Linked DNA regions of Mus musculus: all the other regions are linked to region 1. A link is a contact called in public ChIA-PET and promoter capture Hi-C data. All regions are on one chromosome and are shown on one strand. The core of a region is the stretch at or near the end of the contact, and the rest is flanking DNA. Distances in the headings are between cores, read along the strand shown.

Region 1 (3,030 bases), core at 320-2,819:
GCACTAAAATATATGAGATGACAAGAAATCATTTTCACCCTTGTCATTAATCAACAATTTGAGACCGAACATTATAAAAATAAAAGCTTGAATTTGGTAAGAGAATACCTACTACTTGGCACTGAATTGACAGTGGAAACAGCATACAGAGCAAATGTATTGGCAGGCAAGAACAATGGCAGAGATTAAATATACAAGACAGAGCCCAAAACAGACTTATTCAGGAAGAAAATGTACTAAACTGCCAATTTTGCAACATTAAAGAATACCAAGCGTAGTGGGGAACATGTCTAATCCTAGCACTTGGGAAACAGAGGCAAATGCATCTCTATGAGTTTGGGACAATCTTGCATGCATAATGAGTTCCAGGTCAGGCAGGGCTATGTTGAAAGACCCATTGCTAGAAAACAAGAAGGGGGGGGGGGGGCGGAGAGAGAATCACCTGTGTGGCAAAGGGGTTGCAAGCTTCCCATTGTCTGCTGGTATCTTCTACTTTCATCTTCTGCCACCTCGTTGATGTCAGAATAGTCCACAGCATCCTCTCTACTCCTAATCCATCCTATGGATAAAAAGGGAGACGTCTCAAGAGAAAGCAAGTAATTATCACTTCCTTAGAAAATCCCCACTGAAAAGCGTACAACAGGCTAATCTCCTCCCCCCACCCACACTGTCCTCCCCATGGCCCACACTTTACCTTCATCATTTACCAGGGCACCATCACTCCCGGACAATTCTTCATTTGCTGTGAGTTCAGTGATCAGGCTGCCAAGACCCAAAGCCCCCAAGCCCGCAAGATGCTTCTTGCACTCCTGAAAAGGGGACAGCATGAGGGTCGAAAATAACAACTAAACCTGAAGGTCCTACACAAGTATATTTCCCTTGCTCATAACAAAGTCACAAATCCATCTGAGAAATTATTTCATGAAGTGCTGCTCAAAGAAACATCACATTCAAGAACTATATAGGAAATCTGCTAAATTCCATACAGATCAGTTCCGAACAACACACGTTCCATCCGTAGTCCTGGCTTTGGAGCCATTAGGATCAGCAAAAGCCAGAAAAAGCAGAGTTCCAAGGGTCTTTAAGAAGGCCTTCCACAGTGGCGGTTCTGATAACCTTACTAGAGTTAACTATTATCTTTCCTACCAGGCAAGGAGAATGTTACCTTCGAAGCCAACACCTCAGCATCAGTGACTGACACTTAAGACTTTTCCTCTTCGTCCTTCCTCCGAGTTGAGCCCTCTCGCGCTGTCTCCAGTTCTCCCTAGCCACAGCACCCGCCGCCCCAGGCCCACGACTCACGTCATCCAAGACGCTTTCGCCTTCCAACTGCCCTGCTCCATTGATGTTGCCGAACAGGAACCCAGTTAGAGAAAATGGGCCTCCACCAGCCGACTCTTCGTCGCTGTCTGTGTCGGACATGACGACGGAAGGGCTACCGCCACCCTTGTCCTGCAGCAGCCCAGCCCACCCCGGGCCCATGGGCGGGAAAGAAAAAATACGTCAGTCGCACACGGGTGACTTGCAGCGCTCCCTGACCCAACCAGAGGCTACCGGAAGTTGAAAAAAAGGGGGGAAGGATGGGCCGTCCTACGTGATCCTTTGATGTCGGGATGGCTACTTCCTTTGATGTGTTTGATTGGTCCGCCCAAGATCAGGCTGGATAACTGGAAGGTGATTGGTCAAACAAACCAGTCCCGCCCATCAACTGCGCGGGTCCGTTCTGGTTGCTATGGTAAGAGCGGCAGATTTTTCTCCAATAAGAAAGTAGATCTGAGGCGGCGTGACCTACGACCTCTGGAAACCGCGCGTCACCGGCTACAGTACACACTACACAATAATGATTTGAGCCGTCTTTTCCGGTTTGTGCCGTTCCCCAAAGGAACATTACTATGAATTGTGATAGGGGGACGACTGCTACTTACTTATTTTGAATTTACATTTTCCCATGGTAAAATGTTAAGCTTAGTAAAATGAGCAACCGAAACTTCAAGATTCACAAACATTAAACATTTTCATAGTTTTTTTAAGCGCACATATGATTCCCAGCACTATATATATATATATATATATGTATATATATATATATATATATACATACACATATATGCATATATATGTGTGTGTGTATGTATGTATATATGTGTGTAAATGTGTAAAAGCATGGAGAGAAGAAAGAAACCGAGTGGGAGAAGGGGGGGGGGGTTGAAGAGGGGAGAGAAAGTGAAAGAGAGACAGAAATATACAAGGCTGGGATACAGCTCACTGGCCAACATAGATTCAATTCCCTGTACTTAAAAAATAACCTTATTTTGCCAGGAATGGAAACCTGAGGTAGAAGTGTCTCTGAACCGGGCAGTGGTGGCGCACGCCTTTAATCCCAGCACTCGGGAGGCAGAGACAGGCGGATTTCTGAGTTTGAGTCCAGCCTGGTCTACAAAGTGAGTTCCAGGACAGCCAGGGCTACACAGAGAAACCCTGTCTCGAAATAACTAAAAAAAAAAAAAAAAAAAAAAAAAAAAAAGAATTGTCTCTGTAAGACCAGCATAGTATACATAGTTAAGCTCCAGGCTACTAGGGGAAACCCTATCTTTAAAAAAAAGTTTTTTAAGTACTCTATATATTTGTGTAAATAGACATATTGAACCAGTGAGGTGCCTCTGTAGGTAACATATCTGCCACCAACCCCGGAGCCCCATCCTGAGGACATATTTCATGTTTCAGATCACCATGGTGGCACACAGACTTGTTTGAATTGGAGCATCTTCACTGTGGCCAAACCGAGGATCTGTTCAGAGTTCCTACTTTGCATTTTTTGTGCCTGTTTGCTTGTTCATGTTTAGTTTGTTCTGAGGCAGAGTCCCACTTAAGTTTCCTGGGCCAGGCCTTGAATTTTCCATTCTTTGCTTCCCAACTAACTGAAATTATAGGTCTCTGCCAACAAGTTCAGTCGTGCGATTATATTTGATCACCTCTCTTTAGTATATACATGGGGACATTTTCTTTTTTTAAGATTTATTTTTGAAATGA
Region 2 (3,030 bases), core at 370-2,869, 400 kb after region 1:
GGACTACACAGAGAAACCCTGTCTCAAAAACCAAAAAAAAATACAATAAAATAAAAACGAAGTGGAATACTTTTGCTTTATATCAGTATTGGTCATTTCTTTATAGCTGCTTTTAAAATATGTTGTTTTAAGTTGTTGTTCCAAGTTATTTCAGAAAAGCTTTCTCTCCAACCCCCCCCTTCCCTTTTCCCTTTTGCCTTTTGCTCTGGCCCATAGATTACAGATCTATGTGAGCCACCTTGTAGTTGCTGGGATTTGAACTCATGACCTCCGGAAGAGCAGTCAGTGCTCTTAACTGCTGGGCCATCTCACCAGCCCTCAGGGAAGCTTTCTTGTAGCCTTTTTAACCTTTTAATTTTATTTGTTTGAGTCATGATTATTTTATTGCTCAGATTGTCCTGAAACTCACCATATCATCCAGGCTGGCCTCAAACGTGTGTTGAACCTTCAGCCTCAGCCTCCCAAGTGCTGGAATTGCAAGCATGAGCCACCACCCCATCTCTGTTCTCACCTTTATGGGTGTTTTACTAGCTTTTGCTTCCTCCTCTTAGACTCCCTGCTTTTCCCCTTCCCACTGATTTTCTCTGTTCCTCTAGTCTCTATCCTGCTCTTGTGCAAGGACTATACATATACACACAGACACAAAGACACACATACACACACATAACACAAACACAGAGAAATATATATATATAAATATGCATGTGTATTCTCCATAAAGGGTTGTAGGATCCACAAACAAAACATGGTATTTGTTATTCTATACATGGTTTATTTTGTTTTATTTTCTTGTTTTTATTTTCTTCTCTCTGTATTTTTCTTTTTTCTCTTTCGGGGGGTGGGGAGTAGGACTTGAGACATGGTCTCAGTTTTTCAAGTGCTGAGATATTCTTTGCTTGCTTTCCTTTTTATCACTTCATTCTTCTCGTTTTGGTTCTATGCAGGTCCCCTCTTCTTATCTTCTCTTTTTTTTTTTTTTTTTTTTTAAAGATTTATTTATTTATTATATGAAAGTACACTGTAGTTGTCTTCAGATACACCAGAAGAGAGCATCAGATCTCATTACGGGTGGTTGTGAGCCACCATGTGGTTGCTGGGATTTGAACTTTGGACCTTTGGAAGAGCAGTCGGGTGCTCTTACCCACTGAGCCATCTCACCAGCCCCCTTATCTTCTCTTTTATATCTTGAGTTCATTTGCTCTTTCTGCCTTAGAACTCATTTCTTTTTTTTTTTCCATTTTTTATTAGGTATTTAGCTCATTTGCATTTCCAATGCTATACCAAAAGTCCCCCATACCCCCCCCCCACTCCCCTACCCACCCACTCCCCCTTTTTGGCCCTGGCGTTCCCCTGTACTGGGGCATATAAAGTTTGCAAGTCCAATGGGCCTCTCTTTGCAGTGATGGCCGACTAGGCCATCTTTTGATACATATGCAGCTAGAGACAAGAGCTCCGGGGTACTGCTTAGTTCTAGTCTCTCTTATTTTCGATTCTTTCCTGGACCTCATTACCCTGTGCTTTAGTTGTTCAGACCCTGACTTCTTCTGCATCTTCTCTCCTTTTCTTTGTCTACTTTGAACTTGCGTTGAGATGGCAGGCTATAATGTTCATGGCTCATAAGCATGTGCTTCCGCTTTGCTGTCAATTGTCATTGCGAATCGTCCTCACTGGCTTCTAGTAAAAGCTATTGCTCATTTGCACGTGACTTTATGAATTTATGCTTATGTATTTTGATCTTTTGAGACAGGATTTTCTTATGCAGCCCAGGCTTGCCTCGGTCTGCTGAGTGCCAGAATTAGAGGCTCCTGCCATTGCATCTTTTTTTGAAAAAGAAAAGAAAAGAAAACAAAAAACAAAAAAAAACGGTTAGAAGGGTGGAGGCTAGGATCCCAGTAGGTTTTCCATTTTCGTGGCTTCTAGCTCCCTCTTCTGTTGCTTTTGTGTAATTCCCCAAAATGTGACTTCCTTTCTCAGAGACCTGGATCTAGCTCTCCTGTCCCATGGTCCTTTTTGCTTTTTACTGTATTGCTGAATCTGGATTCTGTTTCTGGCAGTGTCTTTTGCTTCTGGCTGATTAGTGTGGAGAGCTTGTGGGGCCCACACTGCTGCGGACACGGAGTTTTGGGGGACACTTAGGTCTCACCCCTCCGTACCAGCCACTTTGCTTTGTCACCTGCTCATTGCTTCCTTTCACACAGGGCTCATTTCACAACTGCTTTACAGCTGTTGGTAGTCTGCACCCGTCCACATATTTGGATTTAAGAATCTTCTTGCCTAGCTTTGTGACACTTATTGTCCATGGGCTTGGGGGTTTTCTCTAGCAGACTTAAGGTTTTGGTTCTTACATGTTTCAGATAGGGTTCTCTTTATGGAACCCAGGCTAGCCTCAAACTCCTGATGCTTCTGTCTCTGTCTCTGGAGTGCTGCGGTTACAGGTGTGCACCACTGTGCCTAACTTGTTTTCTGTTTTTATTAAGCTACTCAGGAGTGAGAATATTTTTTTAAAATTATGCCACCACCACAACCTGTCCAGAACCTTCCTATCAATTAATTTTAATTGAACTATTATAAGTTTTGCACACATTTAAAGCCATGTGTAGTAGCTCATGCTTATAATCCTAGCAGTTGTGAGTTAGAGGCAGGAGGATCAGAAGTTTGTTATCTTCAGTTACACCGTGAGTTTAAGGCGATCCTAGGCTACATGATATCAAAAAACAAAACAAAACAAAAAACCAAAAAAAAAAAAAAACTAAAAACAAAACTTCTCCCCCAAACCAAACCCCTGCACATTATAGCACATAATTGCAATCTCAACACTTAGTAGTGGGAAGCTGGAGGGTCAGAAGTTAAAGGTCATTCTCAGCTACATAGCAAGTTCTAGGCCAGTCTGGGCTGCATAGCAAGAACCCATCTTAAAAAAAAAATAAAGTAGAACCGGACCTGGTGGGACTTTAATTCCAGTAGTCAGGAGGCAGAGGCAGGTGGATCTTTGTGAGTTCAAATCTATTCTCGTTCAGTAGCAAGTTCCAG
Region 3 (3,030 bases), core at 166-2,665, 310 kb after region 1:
TGGTTCACACAACCATCTGTAACTCCAGTTCCAGAGGATCTGACATCCTCTTTTGGCCTCCTAAGGCACTTCATGCACTTGGTGCATGGACACACCCGCAGGCAAAATATGCAGACACATCAAAAATACTTATTTAAAAGTTAAAATGATAATAAATAATTTACAAAATGAAGGGATATATATAAATTAGTTTTAAAAAATGTATGTTTAGCCGGGCGTGGTGACGCACACCTTTAATCCCAGCACTCGGGAGGCAGAGGCAGGTGGATTTCTGAGTTCAAGGCCAACCTGGTCTACAGAGTGAGTTCCAGGACAGCCAGGGCTACACAGAGAAACCCTGTCTTGAACTCCCCCCCCCCAAAATGTATGTTTAAGGACTACAGATATAGCTGATTTTGTAGAGCCTGGATTTGATCCATAGCACTGCACAAAACAGCATTTGGGAGAGACAGGCCGAAGGGTCCGATTTCAAGGTCATTCTCTGCTATAAAGCAAGTTTGAAAGCAGCCTGGGGTTCATGAGACAGTGTCTCAAAACTACATAAGAACCACAAAAATTCCTAGCTGGCCATGGTGACACTGAAACCCAGAGGGCTTGGCAGGAGCACTGCCACAAGTTCAAGGGAAGCCTGGACAGTTAGGATAAATGTAAGACTTTGTCTTAGTATGTACATAACATGTGCAAATACATTTTACACGTATGTAAATATGTTCTTCTGTAGATGTTCTCATGCAGACACATACTTTCATGAGAGGTTGCAAACAAGCTCACAGCATAGCCAAGTGCGGGTTCTGCAGCATATAGACAGAAGTTATGAAGTAAAGATCCTGAAATTTGTTAAGAAATGAATATGCCTGGAATTAGTTGTTATGTAGCAACATGTGGGGCATGAAGATACACCCACTATTCCTGAAAAGTGAGAACATGAAATCTTTATTGTTTACGCAATTCGTGTTTACTGATTCCCGGGCACCACAATGTATTGCTTACACTTGCGTGTAGCTTGAATTGAAACTATCAGTGGCACAAGTAGTAAGCCTGCAGTCTACGTTTTTTCTATTATTGTTGGAACCCCACCTTCCAGAAACCATTCTATTTTCAGGGAAAATCCGGACTTAAGGACCTGGGGTTTCGGCCTATCACCTTAGGATAATAGCTTGTGGGGCAGTGCCCACTGCTTGATTGATGCACGGGGTGAGCCAATTTCTTGGGTTGAGGGACACAGATTGGAGGAGCATGCGTGTGGTGCTTCTCAAACTACTGGGGCAGTGAGTATTGGAGATGCAGGTTCCGGGGCTGCTACCAGTACCACCCGGAAGTCTGAATGACGCTTGCATTATAGAGTACCAGCCCTAGTCTGCATGGCAACTATTCAGAGTGAAGGGCCCGAGGCTCGGGCGGTGTGTGCGTGCGCGCATGCGTGCGCGCGTGCGCGCCGCCGTCGTCTGGGGGTTGGCTGGTTATTTTGCAAGCGGGAGGGGCTGTGCGCGCTCTTGCCTCAGGCCTCTGTCCCCCACCCCCTTCGCCGGTACCGGGCTCTTCTTCGGAAAGATGTCGGACACCGCAGTGGCTGACACTAGGCGCCTTAACTCGAAGCCCCAAGACCTGACCGACGCTTACGGGCCGCCCAGTAACTTCCTGGAGATAGACATCTTTAATCCACAGACGGTGGGCGTGGGCCGCGCGCGCTTCACCACCTATGAGGTTCGCATGCGGGTGAGTCACGGGGTGAGGGAGACAGCTGAGGGAGGACGGAGCAGGAGGGGAGGGGGCATGGGGACGACTAACGGCGGGCCGCCTTGGAGGGGTCATGTGAGGGTTAGGGCTTGGAAGGTTTGGAGAGGAGGCTGCAGACTCAGCTGTGGCCCGAGGGTACAGAAAAGTCCAGAGGGGACTTGGGGCGGGGATGAAGGAAAACAAGTACTTACAAGGAAGAAGTGAGGCATGGCTGGACAGGGTGTGGACGATGGACAAAGATTAGTGAGGAATCCAAGTAGACTAGAACATGATTGACAGGACGGGAGGGGAGGATGGAAGAAGGCTGGGGGATGGAAAGCCAAGGCGATGTATCGCTGGGTTCTATAACTAAACTAGGTTATGGGAAGCCATTCTAAAGGGGGGAGGGCAGGAGGGCTCAGCTTCTTCCTAATAAGATCTCTCTGGGATGATGGAGTTAAGCAAAACCTTTAGTTCAAGGCAAGAGTGAGTGAAGGAAAGGGAGACAGTGGGCTTATGGGAGCAGTAGAAAAGCAATTTGCAGACAGAATGCTTTGCTGACTTGTGTAAGATTGACATCTGCAAGAGAGAACTGTTTTATGCTTAAGTTTCTTAGGTACCACAATGTCATGTCTCACGTGAAACCCGGCCCTGCACCGGGATTGGGGATTGTCAGCTGCTGCTCCCATCCTCTGCTAAGCCTTTAGATGTGAAGTATCCACAATGGTGACTTCAGGTTTTATTGGCGTTCACTTAGGGTTTATGGGAAAGGCAGCATTTGCCTTGTCTTCCCCTAATCTGTAGTTACTTTAATACATGACATTTCAGAAGGGCTCCAGGAATGGCTTCTTCTAGTCTGCACCCCAGGGGACTTTATTCTCTTACTCCACAGTGCTTAGTCCACAGTGCAAGATATAGTACATGGTTCACAGGTATTTTTTTTTTTTTTGCCCAGTTGAAATGGTACAGATTAAAAAAATTTAAGAACCATTTTTTCTTTTTTACTTGTGTTTTCTTCTCAGGTTAGAGATGCAGGATATTCTTTTCGAACAGTATCTCTTTTGAATAGCTTTGAAGATCTATGAGTCATATGAAGTTCTCATTTTTTTAAAAAGATGAATTGAATTAAGAATGTTTGTTCTACCTGTGCCTGACAATCTTATGGAGCAATGGCACCCTCTCAATTGAGAGGGGGCAGAAAGCCATCACAGCATGAAGCACAACTGTTTTTATGGAGGCTAGACTATTTGAAATGTTCTCTTTGGAGAAGGATGGGATTTATCTTCTTCAAACTGATAGAAGAGAGGTGATCAT
Region 4 (3,030 bases), core at 260-2,759, 280 kb after region 1:
CGAAGTTTTCAGAGTTACCGTTTGAGATCTTCCCAGTTTCTTCAAGAAAGACCAAGGACCAACTTGGACTCGAAAGTCAAAGCTATATGATACCTCCTTTCTCCATGAGTAGTATTCCTGAACAAAGACTTTCCCCGTGAGTTTGGAGAGCGCCTTACAAGGAAGGATTTTCGTCAGGAGAAGGTAAACTGAGGCAGATAGCAGCTTGCGGGCCTCTTTCCTTAGTGCACAAGGTCGCTACCTTTCCCCATGGATACCAACCACTTTGCCCCCCTTCACCGCCCACTCCCTCTTGGGCAGAGCAATCGTAGAACAGTTCTGTTCACTGAGGTATTGGGAGGCGAGCAGGGAATCCGAGTAATCCCGCAGGAATGGGCCAAAAGGTGTTGGGTGGGAGGGGAGGGAGGAGGGAAGGCTAGGTGCCGGTGGAGAATCCACACAGTTCCTGCTGTACATAGGATAAAGACTTCTCTGTGGGAATAAATGTTTGGAGCAGCTCAAGCCAAAGTGCTGAGTAGCGAGTAGAGAATTCGATTTTCCTCAGAGCAGGGACAGTGTCTTATTCATCTCCGATCCTCCTGCTTCAAGCTGCTCAGAGTGTGGTATATACTATGTACTAAGTAAATGCCTGTCTAACTGAAGATTAAAGGTGGATCTTTGGGCTTTCCAAAGGGGTGGAAAGGCGGTAATGGGGGGCCCCGGAGTGAGAGTAACTAGAGGGGTCCAAGGGTGGATGGCGTGAAGGTAAGGGAGTCATACTTACCTTCCATCCTGCCGAGCTGTTGCTGTCACCCTTGTCCTTGAAGTAGGGCACCGTGCGGACCATCCATTCGTAGATCTGGGCGAGTGTCAGCCGCTTCTCCGGGGCGCTTTCAATGGCCTGGCTGATGAGTTCTGCATATGACTGATTTCCCCAGGCATTCCGGCGGGAGCCTCCCTTCCGAGGACCTGTTACAGCCCCCAGGATTCCCGGCTGGGGGCCCCCTGCCGGCTCTGGGAGCCGAGAGGGCAACAGGATCGGTTCGGAGTGTCCCTCCGTGGGTACCTTCTGTCCCAGACTGGGCTCCACCTCGGACGGTTCGTGTGGCTCCGTAGCGAGGTCTGGTCGAGGAAGGGGCCAGGTGCAGGATCGCGGACGGCTCTGGGGTTCGAAGTCGGGATCGAGGTCTAGGATCGCGGCAGCCCCTGTGGCTGACTTCTTATTCTCTGGATCCATACGTGGGGTCGAACCTCTGCAGCTCAGCGATCAGTGGAGCCTGCCACAGTCCCTCACCATGCCTCCCCCAAGGGGGGAAACACATTCTTTCCAGTTCTCAGAAAGTCACGAACTTCTCCCTCGTCTCCGGACTCTAGCTCCTAAACTGTCCCTTTCACTCCGTTCTCCGATCCCCTCCGGAGTCCGGGCTGCAGCCTCAGAGTAGCGCTCTGAGGCACCACCTGTAACCTCCGCCTAGCGAAGGCACTTTCTGCACCCTCTCACTCAGCTTCCTGCTCTTTTAAACCTGAGGCACCGTATCCCCTCATACATTGCGCTCCCATCACCGAACGTCTCCTCAGCGAAGTTCCCTCCCCCTTTCAAGTTGCTGCCCCCCGGACACTCCTCCCAAATTTCCTCCACCCGGATCGCTGCCCTCCCCCACGCCCCGCTCCCGGGCGTCACTTGTCCCTCCCCTGGCTCTCCCTCCCCTCGCCTCTTCCCTCCAGGTCACTCTTGAGAGGGTCAAGGTTCTTGCGGCCCCAGCCTCCCCAACTCCAGAACTGAATCCCCTATCGGACCCCCCCACCCCCCGCCCCCCGGGTTTCCCTTTTGTTTTGCTCCAAGCAGCAGCCCCCGCCAGACGTCTCTGTTTACCACTCGCTGGGGCAGCCATCTGCGCACGCGCCTCAGGAGCCACTTGGGAAACTGAGTTCTCGAATCGTGCCACCCTGGTCGTTCTCGAAGACTACATCTCCCGTCCTACCTTGCGATCAGGAGTCCGATATCGGCCGCAGGAGAGCGGCGCGTGGCAGGATGTGGGGAGGTGGAACTTTAATGATTAGAGGTCGTCCCGGACTCTTTTTCTTTTCTTAAAAATATTTTTCCTCATTCCTTCCCTTTTCACCCACTTCCTCGAGTTTCGGGGTCGCCCAAAAGATCGTTTTGAAAGACGCTAGATTTTCCCATCCTTCACTAAGAAAGCAAAGTGAAAATGTATTGCCCTTATAAGAAGCAGAAAGAGTATCAACAAGTAGGGATCTGATTAGAAAATAAGACACACTCACTTGGGGAGTTGAGAGGGAAGCTTGTGTAACAACAAACAGTGTTCATTGGTTATGGTGCACTCTCTCCATTTTCTATGTACATTTCACAGACAGTCTTGCTAGTTTCCTCTGTCAGCTATGCAGGCCTCTGAAATACTGATCTTCTCCTTGTTCTGATCTTCAATGGCTTCTCATTCAACATGTCTCCAACTGAACTTTTTTTTTTTTTAATCTCTTTCTGCACCTATACCTCCACCCTCTAGCTACCTTTAACCTCTGTTATTTTGTCTTTTTTCTGGAGCTGAGGACCGACTCCAGGGCCTTAGCCCTTGTTAGGCAAGTGCTATACCACTGAGCTAAATCCCCGATCCCTACTCTTAAGCTCTGAATTTGGTTAGAGGCTGTTCTGGGTCTACCTAACCTTCTCAGCCACACTGATGGTCACCTTTCCACTTCTGTAACTTGCTACTTCCAAATTCTAAATGGAGACATTATGACTGGGTTTAAGTTCTTCAACAGTGCACCGGCTTCTAATCCTTCTAATCCTTTCAAATAAAGCCATTTCCTAGTGGGCCTATGGGGGGCATTCTTATTCAAACCAGCATATCAAAATTAGCTCACTTACAGCTCACTTAACCATGCAAGGTATGGTTAACCACTATTATATCTGTTTTATAGATGAAAATACAGATGATCTCAGAGATCAAGTGATTTACACAAGGAAACAGGTGGGCCTAAAAATCCAAAGTACTGTAATGTTCAAACTCTAGGAAAGCTCTTCAGGTTCAA

The links. Promoter capture Hi-C pulls out the DNA fragments that hold promoters and counts their contacts. ChIA-PET counts read pairs in DNA pulled down with a chosen protein or histone mark.
Region 2: a contact with region 1 is called in a promoter capture Hi-C map of pre-B cells, with 4 times the contacts expected there. The contact joins the enhancer-like site here to the promoter of Taf1 in region 1. A contact is called at or near these places in 3 of 39 promoter capture datasets (the HPC-7 cell line, hippocampal neurons and pre-B cells), 1 of 484 Hi-C or Micro-C datasets (CD4 T cells) and 5 of 115 datasets of contacts at active chromatin or transcription factors (CD8 T cells, astrocytes and embryonic stem cells).
Region 3: an RNA polymerase II ChIA-PET map of memory CD8 T cells shows a contact between it and region 1, with 7 read pairs. The contact joins the promoter of Snx12 here to the promoter of Taf1 in region 1. A contact is called at or near these places in 1 of 39 promoter capture datasets (pre-B cells), 2 of 115 datasets of contacts at active chromatin or transcription factors (embryonic stem cells and memory CD8 T cells) and 1 of 9 other capture datasets (adipose tissue).
Region 4: a contact with region 1 is called in a promoter capture Hi-C map of erythroid cells, with 3 times the contacts expected there. The contact joins the promoter of Foxo4 here to the promoter of Taf1 in region 1. A contact is called at or near these places in 5 of 39 promoter capture datasets (the C10 cell line, the HPC-7 cell line, erythroid cells and 2 more), 2 of 484 Hi-C or Micro-C datasets (CD8 T cells and embryonic stem cells), 4 of 115 datasets of contacts at active chromatin or transcription factors (effector CD8 T cells, embryonic stem cells, memory CD8 T cells and 1 more) and 2 of 9 other capture datasets (liver and pancreatic islet).

The regions. Positions count from the first base shown.
Region 1 is chrX:101,531,274-101,534,303 of GRCm38.p6, reverse strand. It overlaps Taf1 (TATA-box binding protein associated factor 1), which reads right to left and starts at 1,569. Exons shown (of 39, transcript NM_001290729.1): 1 at 1,303-1,569; 2 at 695-809; 3 at 443-559. The coding sequence starts at 1,482.
Region 2 is chrX:101,131,305-101,134,334 of GRCm38.p6, reverse strand. It overlaps a transcript of Snx12 not described here. Among named protein-coding and RNA genes, the nearest start is that of Gm24061, 8.7 kb to the left of the region's middle. Within about 2 kb of position 1,619, at least 61 of the 459 cell types and tissues checked have an H3K27ac peak or open chromatin away from gene starts, as enhancers often do. A contact at or near this core is called in CD8 T cells, the HPC-7 cell line and pre-B cells, where this site is marked.
Region 3 is chrX:101,220,948-101,223,977 of GRCm38.p6, reverse strand. Snx12 (sorting nexin 12) reads left to right here and starts at 1,415. Exons shown (of 5, transcript NM_018875.2): 1 at 1,415-1,716. The coding sequence starts at 1,552.
Region 4 is chrX:101,253,007-101,256,036 of GRCm38.p6, reverse strand. It overlaps Foxo4 (forkhead box O4), which reads right to left and starts at 1,509. Exons shown (of 3, transcript NM_018789.2): 1 at 764-1,509. The coding sequence starts at 1,216.